Linked DNA regions of Mus musculus: all the other regions are linked to region 3. Evidence: chromatin contacts called from public HiChIP or PLAC-seq and promoter capture Hi-C data. All regions are on one chromosome and are shown on one strand. Each heading gives the region's core, a stretch centred on a gene start, on an enhancer-like site or on the middle of the called end of the contact. The rest is flanking DNA. Distances are from core to core; before and after follow the strand shown.

Region 1 (2,945 bases), core at 66-2,565, 2.5 Mb after region 3:
TGTTCCAGGACAGCCATGGCTACGTGGAAAAACCTTGCCAAAAAAAAAAAAAAAAAGCTGAGCAAATTAAGGCACCACATATTCACTTTTAGAAGCAGAACTGATAGCCAGGTCTGTAATCCTGGCACTCGGGAGGCAGAAGCAGGCAGATCTCTTAAGTTCACGGCTACCCTGGCCTGTACCTATCACCTGCCGGTTTATCCTTTCTTCCTTCCACCCTGGCACACTAATACCCCAGATTTGTCTCTGGTCCCTGAACCTCTTCCCTACCGCTCCAGGACACTCCTCGTCTCTCCAGGCTCAACTTTTTAAAAGGCTTCTTCTGTTCTCACAACACATGTCTCCAAGATACACACCTGCAGACACTGACACGGCCTCTCTCCACTTGCCTGCTCACCCGTGTTCGCAACAGTGAAACAAGACCCTAATGTTAGGAAGGCTACATATGTGACAGTACAAAGCTGAAGCCTAGGATCATTCGAACCCAGGAGATCAAGGCCACCTTGGGCAAAACAACAGAGACCTCATCTCAAAAAGGTGCCCAAGGACACCAGTCGTTGTGGTACTGTGTGAAGATGGAATTAAGAACAGGAGGATGTGTTCTGTACCGTTCTCTCCTTGCCTCTCAATCAATCCAGACCTGTGCCTGCCTCCATGTCATAAAGCGAAAAAAGGTCCCAAGCTCTCCCTCCCACAGGAGCCCAGCGTCTTCCCCATAGACACATCAGAGATAAACGACGATATCTCACTGCCGGAAACTGGAGGGTAGACCCAGGATCTCGAGCCAAACACCCAGCTCTGTTGCCAGTCGCACTGAGTCTTCTAGTCACCACGAGCCTCCGTTTATCCTTCCTCCCGGTAAAAACTCACCTCTCGCTCTCAGAATCGCTGGAAATCTCTTCATTCATTTTGCCGCCACCCTTGGACTTGCCCCTGTCCGCAGCAGAGTCTACCTGGAAATCAAACGATCCTCTCTTGGTCACGAGGCCCAGGACTGAGAGAGGCAAGTAGCACCTGGCCCTGGCCAAGTAGAAGGTTTCCCAGGATTTGGTGGATAGAAGAAAAGAGATGTAGGCTTCCTTCTGACGGAGCCCTTGGCAAAGATACTTGCCCCGATGGGGGCCCTGGGATGGAACGATGGCTCTCCCAGGAGCTAGATCGGTCGCGCCCAAGAGTACACCATGCTCACCTTTCGCCGCCGCTTGCCGGCCACCGGAGCCGCCCCGGGCCCGGGAGCTGGCTTTGCCCGCTTACGAGTTGCCACGGCGGTCGACATACTGTTCAAGGTGCCGCTACCCCGAAGAACTCACATGGCTGCTAAACCCCAGCCGCATGGCAAGACCCGGAGCCCTGATAGGTTCCCACGGCGCAGCGGGCCCCACCTTCCGCAGCTCCATTGGGCCCTTGAGAAGATCCTGCCACGCCCCCAAACGTCTATTGGACCGACGCAGCTGGACACGCCTTCAAGAGCTCCTATAGGCTCCGGCGCCAGCCTGGAGTAGGAAGCAAGTCTCTCTTGCGATTTCCGGCCTGGGCCTGTGGCGCTTGCGCTCTGCTAACGCCTGACTAGCAGGGAGGGGTGGGGCCAGGAGGGCATGCGGTGCTTGCGTCTTATGGCCACAAGGTGGAGCCAGAGGTGCGGGGTTCTGTGATTTTTCCGCTGGAACAGCGATTGAAGCTAATACAACCAGACTCTAAAACTTAAGGAATGGAATTCAGGCAGCTCTGGAGAGGAGACAGCATCCGAACCCAGAGCCAAAATCACCGGGCAAATAATGGATATATGCTGTATGTGCCTAGTCAAAGCTGCATGAGGGGCCAGTCAGTCCGAGCGGCTTTGGATACGTCTACATTACTGTCATTTCATCTCTGGGACTGGCCACCAACCTCAGCCTACCCAGCCTCTGACTCACCCCACTAGCGGCCAAAAGCTGGAATTCTACACCACCCCCAAGCTCTTTCCCCTCCTCACGTGATTGCTGGGAAATCCCTACCAAAAACTAGCTGAAGGCTCACGAAGGGTCGCTAGATGGGATCCCAGACTTGGAACTTGTTTCTTAGGAGGCACATTCAGCATTCCTGATACCGGGCTGGATAACAGCCACCTCTTCCAGGGTCCTGTTTCATTTGGGTGAGTGTCCTTTGGCCCTGCCCTAGAGTCCTCTGCAGGGCAGGGAAGGGTGAGGTTAAAGTGGCTCTTGCTCTCTCTGGCACTTGAAAGCCTGAAACTTTGGCTGGCACCCCAGAACTCAGGACTGTTAGCAAAAGGCTACACCACTTGGTCCTAAGCTCTAGAGAGGTAGATCCAGCTGCAGAAGGGCAACTTATAGGGTCCTTCCCCTGTAGCTCAGATGATTCAGCCCAGCAACCTAGCCAGATGACTGACAGGAGGAGGAAATGTTCTAGAAGGGGAAGGGCCCCAGCGTGGGTGGGGTGAGCCGGCTTTCACTTTTTCTGCTGCCTCGGGGAACACCTCGAGCCAACTGCTTCCTAACTCCAGGGTGGGCAGAACTGACGGGCTCTAAGCTTCTGCATCTCTGAGGTACAAAGTGCAGGTTTGGAGATGGGGATATGTAAACCAAGGAGTAGGAGGCCAGCCTCCTAAAGGGCAAATCTGAACGCTCCCTACCTCTTGCCCCAGGAGAACCATGGCTCCAAAACGAAAGGCCTCTGTGCAGACTGAGGGCTCCAAGAAGCGGCGACAAGGGACAGAGGAGGAGGACAGCTTCCGGTCCACTGCCGAGGCTCTCAGAGCAGCACCTGCTGATAATCGGGTCATCCGTGTGGACCCCTCATGTCCATTCAGCCGGAACCCCGGGATACAGGTGAGCTGAAGCCATGTTCAGACCGCAGCCTTTTTGTTTGTTTGTTTTTGTTTGCTTGTTTTGTTGTGTTGTTGTTTTTCAAGACAGGGTTTCTCTGTATGGCCCTGGCTGTCCTGGAAC
Region 2 (2,722 bases), core at 16-2,515, 2.6 Mb after region 3:
GGGGCAGCGAACTGAGGCCCATTCCCCATTCCCCAACACACACACACACTCACACCTGGGCCACTGCCCACACATCTGCAGAAGTGCCTCCAAGCCGTGATTCTGATTGATAGGGGCCATAGTGGGATCCCAGAGAAACCATCATAAACGGGCCCATGCACTGGAGGGTGGGTGATACTGAAAAAGGTACCTTCCCGATCCTATCTTCCTAATGACATAAATTCCTGTGGGCCCTGCTCTTTTCTGGGTTCCAGTACCGATCTCTCCCTTCCTCCGAGCTCAACTGGAGCCTGTGCGCTGTTGTCTACCCATCCACAGAGAAAAAAATTAAATAGGAAAGGGAAAGTTTGTTTCAGCCACTGAACGGTGCTGAGAAAGAGAACACAGATCGGGTTCCCTGTGCCTGGCTAAATCCACACCTTAGGGGATGGCTCCCAGAAGGGCGGATTCGGACCAGGGGCGACGTGGCGCCCGGCCTGGCCAAGCGAGTGGAAAGGAAACAGCCTGCAGCGAGGGCGCCAGGGAGCAGAGGCGCAGCCCCAATACCGCCTGGGGTCTAGGTTCTGTCCTCACCTTGGAGGTAGTAGGCCTGGCAGCCGTCGTCTCGCAGCTTCTGCAGGAGCAGGCCGAGAACGGAGGCGGGGGCGCCGGGCTCGGGCTGCCACTCCGCCGTGGCCTCGTCGTAGAGCAGCACGGTGGCCGCCTTGCAGCGCGTGGCGAAGCGCTCCTTGTCGGCATGGTTGGGAATGATGGAGCGGATGGGCAGGTTGCCTTTGCGCAGGCGGCGCAGCATGAGACCCGGGATGGCCAGGTTGATGGCCGTCTCAATGTGCGACGATTCGAAGAGCTCGTGCGGCCGGCAATCTAGCAGCAGCAGGGACGCGCCACCGCGCGCCTCCAGCTCCTCCTGCAGCCACTCGGCGCTCTTGCAGGGCATGGCCCCCGCTCCCGTCGTCGCTCCCGCTCCGATGCCTGCGCCGGACCCAGATCCCGCACCGGGCTCCGACCCCGCCCGAGTGCCCCCAGCCGCCGCCGCCGCCGCCGCCCCCGAAGTCGACATGTGCGCCCGCACTGGGGGCCCGCGGAGCTGGTTTTTCATGGGGATCCCGGGGCCGGGGCCGGGGCCGGGCAACCCAGCCCTGGGACGGCGCCCCGGCCGCGCTGGCCCCAGCCGCGTCTCCGGGCGCCCGCCTCCCGCCGAGCCGCGCGCCCGCCGCCCCGGCCTCCCAGCCTCCGGCCTCAGTCCCGCCCGGCCGGCCCTCCGCGCGTGCCGCGGCCTGACAGCCCCAATTAAACCGCGGCTCCGGCGGCCGCGCGCCCGGGCGTCCTCCGGGAGGCGGGGCCGTGAGGCCGGCGCCTGGGCTTAAAGGCACCGCGCCTCCGCAGCCCCTCCCCCGCAAGCGGCGCGGGAGCGCCCTCGGCCGGCTCCTACGGGCCCGCCTAGCCGGGACCTGGCTACCACCTGCCCAGGGGCGAGCCAAGGCGGCCTCGCAGATCTCTGGCTGAGCGCCTACATCTGTGCCTTGCAGAAAGGCTGCACTGGGACCCCACCTAACATTTACAGAAGCAGAATTTCTTCAGGATTGGGGGCAGGGGGCGGTCACCCAGAGCCAGTCTTCCCTCCTCTTGTCTGTTATCCTCATTCATTCTCTGATAGCGTTCATTCAACAAATGGAAACTGAATTCCTACTACGTGTCGTGCTCTGTGTTAGGCGGTCTTAGTTTCAGATGACCGCATCATCCCAACCCTTGATGGCCATAGGTTCCAGACCTGAGTTGGAGGGTCTGCTGAGGGAATAGGTGACTTGGGTTGGGGGGGGGGTGTTCAAGGACCGCTCTCGCAAATCGCAGGCAGAAGTGGAGGAATTCTGAAAGGACCAACCCTGGGTAAGGGAACGCGAGCTCTTTAAGAAAGCTTTTACAAGTGCGGTGGTGACTGGCCCGGAGTGAAGCGCCACGTGACTTTCCTATTGGGGCGGGTAGGAGGGAGGGAGCGCTCCATAATCAGCTTCCCTTCGCCTACCTCTCTCTCCAGGCACCAATCAAGTTTCGCGGTAGGCGGGCACGCGCTCGGCAGATAGTCAATCGCCGCCGAAAGAGGCTGCGGGGAAAGGAGGCGGGTCCCGCGGCGGGTCCACCCAGCTGGAAGTGGGCGGGGCCTCGTCCAGCGTGCTGTTCGGGCTCTCAGGCGGGTGGGGCTCAGGAGGTACGTGGCTCTGCAGGTAGGGCTCAAACAAAGCGGCAGGACCGACCGCAAGGTTTTGACCAGACCAAGGCGGTCTTTCCTTGGAGGGAGCTGTTCCTCCCAAGCCCCGAGTGCATTCTCTTAACAGGCTGGGGATCCCAACTTGAGGCTTAGTCCCTCACTCCGTCCCGGGCTAGTCATCTCTGAGCCAACTTGACCCTAACCCGGGATTGCGGTGTCAGGGGTGTCCGATCGGGCTACAGTTTCAATCTCCATCTCCCAATTAAATGTTCTCCCCCCTCCCTTTTTTTCTCAGCCGCAGGAGCCCTCTTCTACATTCGCTTAGAGAAAGGCCACAGTAGGGCAGCCAGGGAGGGTCTTGTCAGGAGGGGTTGTAGATATAAAGAGCTGACCCTTTTGTGAGTACTGTCCTGGACACAGCTGGTAGACAGCTTCCAGAGGCCAAGTGTTAAGTCCCAATCTGTCCTGCCAATTGGTGATGTGTGGTATATCCTGAGTACCAGTCTCCCTTCTTGG
Region 3 (2,700 bases), core at 101-2,600:
GCCACCACCCACAGGAACACAGTCTGCTTCTGAACTACTGCCATTCTAGGAGGACCCAAGTCATGATCATATAACACACGCCTTCCCCACTCCCAACCCCTCTCATTATGGTAATGGTCAAAGTCGTGGCCTCAGGCTGGCCTTGGCCACAGAAGCGTAGAGGACCCTCCCCTCCCTTATCACACACAGCAGCCTTTAGGAATGCACGGAGACCCTGGCACATCACACAACAGCCTGATCTCCATTTCCATATCTGCGCCACCAGTTGTACGAGATGTTCTCTGAGGTCTTTGCCAAGCTGCAAATTCATTACAATATTTGAGTTACTTATAAAACAATTTTTTTCTTTTCCCTGTCAATAAAAAATTACAGACTCGTTCAAGAACAAACAGAAAAGCCAAGGAAGTAGATGAGAACACTCAGGATCCCAGAAGAGGTAAGTCACTTCGCAATTCACAAATTCCAGCATAGTTCTTTGATGTTTGACTCTCCTGTGCAGTTATTTAACAGTGAACTCAAGTGGGTGCTTCCACATCCAGGGGCACAGATATAGGTCCATATGGTGTGCCGTTCCCACTGTCCAAATCTTGACAACTGTACTCCCCCAAAGTTCCTCTAAAACTTTGGCATTAAAACCAAGGGGTACCTGAGGACTACTAACTAGCCCATGGCTAGGCTTTCAAAAGTTCTCAGCTCAAAGAAGCCAACTGCCTTGTCTGGAGCTACACAACTCAGTTTCCAGCCAGACTTCCCGCTAGCCCACTCTGTGGCCAGGAGAGAGTAAAGAGCCACGGCCACAAACGAAGTCCTCTTCTATACACAGGCACTGGAAACAGCTCGGGTCGGTGCCTATCCACTGGGTCAGACCCAGTCTCCAACAGACTGAGATGTCCCCTCACATCTGTCCCCACTCCTGCTTCACCACACTTCTGCGGGCCACTGTCACGGTACCACGGTCACTCCCGCTCACCTGTTCTCAGCCTCTCACCTGTCCCCGACTCCGCCCACCAGTTACAATAGCCTCACCGGTGCCTGCTTCTCTACCAGTCTCCTGCCTTTTCACTCGAGACCCTCGTCTAGGCCGTCTACCCACCCATCAGGGTTCACCTTCTCTCTCTCCTTTAGGACCCCGGTCTTACCACCACGCTGGCTGGCGTGCAGAGCGGGCCTGCCATTGCTGTACGGCATCCAGATCTTCTTCAGGGGATTCTGGGTCAGTTCCCGTGGAGACGCCATCCCTGGGCTGGGATGAATCGGACTGCGCTGCTACTCACCCAGCAACCGGGCCACCTCGGGCCACCCGAGGTCCCGCCCCTCCGGCCCCGCCCACCCTCTAGCGGCTCCAACTCTTGTCAATCTTCTCGCAGGCCCGCCCCAGAACTAATAGGCTCCACCCAAACTAAAGAGGCACTGGCCTACGACTACGCATGCCCAATTTTACTATAGCTTCTTTTGGACTAAGCACGCCCCATCCGTCAAACCAGAGTTGATAACGCGCATGCTCAATACTAGCTACCTTTGACACCCGGATTATGCAGACCCCGCCCCGGATGTGAAGTTTACTGTACTCAACCAGATTGTTCTTATATGCATAGGCCCCACTCATGGTCCCGCCCAGGGTGCTGCAGCCCTGCCCCAAAGCTTGTGTGGCCTCTTACTCCCTTGAGAAATGTGACCTCACAGTCGCCTACTGAGAAGGGTACGGAGAAGCTGAGCAGGCCTGCGTGATCCTCAGAGCCGGATAGTCTGGACCAGCGTGGCACTTGTCCCTGAATGGCTCTAATGACTGACTTGCTGCCCTGGAAGTCAACCACCGCTGCGCCCTCCTGGACCTTCTTCGTTCCTCCTCGGTTGCTTTTAGCCTTGAAACTTCCCGGGTCCACAAGAACAACTTGTTCAACCACACAGAAAAAGTTCCCTTCTCTTAGGGACATAAACACAGAATACATCTCAAAATCGACCATGTTTTGGCCTGGCTGCTGGGGAATTTAGGCTAAATCTCTGAAATATATGAACAAGCTGTTTGGGGTCTCACTAAGCAGTATTCTGATTTTCTTCCCAGGATTTATATTTTACCAATTATAATTTTATTGCTGTTTGGTTTTTCTTTCTTTTGGGGGGGAGAAGAAGGGCTGGTTTCATGTTGCCAGGCTGTCCTGGAACTTAATGTGTAGCTGAGGATAACCTTGAACTTCTGCTCATCTTGCTTTCACCTTCCAAGCTCCAGTGTTTCCACAGAGTTTATGCAGGGAATCGAACCTAGAGAACCTAAGGCTTTGTGTATGCTAAGTAAGCTAACCCCAGCCCCAATTAGTGTTTTAATAATGAATTTTTTTTTTAACGAGCTTCTGTCTCTTCATCAGGAAAATGAGATGCAGACGTCATCAATTTTACAAGACTGTGGTACAGATTAAATGTGTCAGCCTCAGAAATCTGTTTAAAAACATGTGGGCGTTCTCATTCATTATATTACCTCCCTCTCTGCCTTTGAAAATGTACTGGGACAAGGGCCCAGGGCCAGGGCTGGCAGCTCAGGCTTAAGGGCTAAAGTGGTACCATATGAACGAATTCTCCAGCTGGGCGACCCCCAGTGAACATGACCCCTTAGAGGCCAGTGAGGGGTGGTGTTCGGAAGTCACTCTTCTGCGTTTGACCCCCACCAGTCTCCAGAAAGCTCAGGCCTCTTCTTTCTGCTCAGCC

Evidence for each region. Promoter capture Hi-C pulls out the DNA fragments that hold promoters and counts their contacts. HiChIP or PLAC-seq counts read pairs in DNA pulled down with a chosen protein or histone mark.
Region 1: an H3K4me3 HiChIP or PLAC-seq map of fetal liver shows a contact between it and region 3, with 8 times the contacts expected there. The contact joins the promoter of Rrp9 here to the promoter of Pfkfb4 in region 3. A contact is called at or near these places in 1 of 39 promoter capture datasets (liver), 1 of 484 Hi-C or Micro-C datasets (B cells), 1 of 115 datasets of contacts at active chromatin or transcription factors (fetal liver) and 1 of 9 other capture datasets (liver).
Region 2: a promoter capture Hi-C map of pre-B cells shows a contact between it and region 3, with 3 times the contacts expected there. The contact joins the promoter of Dusp7 here to the promoter of Pfkfb4 in region 3. A contact is called at or near these places in 2 of 39 promoter capture datasets (cranial neural crest and pre-B cells).

What each region holds. Positions count from the first base shown.
Region 1 is chr9:106,475,679-106,478,623 of GRCm38.p6, reverse strand. Rrp9 (RRP9, small subunit (SSU) processome component, homolog (yeast)) reads right to left here and starts at 1,315. Exons shown (of 15, transcript NM_145620.4): 1 at 1,190-1,315; 2 at 871-953. The coding sequence starts at 1,276. It overlaps Parp3 (poly (ADP-ribose) polymerase family, member 3), which reads left to right and starts at 1,675. Exons shown (of 11, transcript NM_145619.3): 1 at 1,675-2,131; 2 at 2,642-2,825. The coding sequence starts at 2,649.
Region 2 is chr9:106,367,175-106,369,896 of GRCm38.p6, reverse strand. Dusp7 (dual specificity phosphatase 7) reads right to left here and starts at 1,265. Exons shown (of 3, transcript NM_153459.4): 1 at 574-1,265. The coding sequence starts at 1,099.
Region 3 is chr9:108,990,552-108,993,251 of GRCm38.p6, reverse strand. It overlaps Pfkfb4 (6-phosphofructo-2-kinase/fructose-2,6-biphosphatase 4), which reads right to left and starts at 1,350. Exons shown (of 14, transcript NM_173019.5): 1 at 1,140-1,350. The coding sequence starts at 1,236.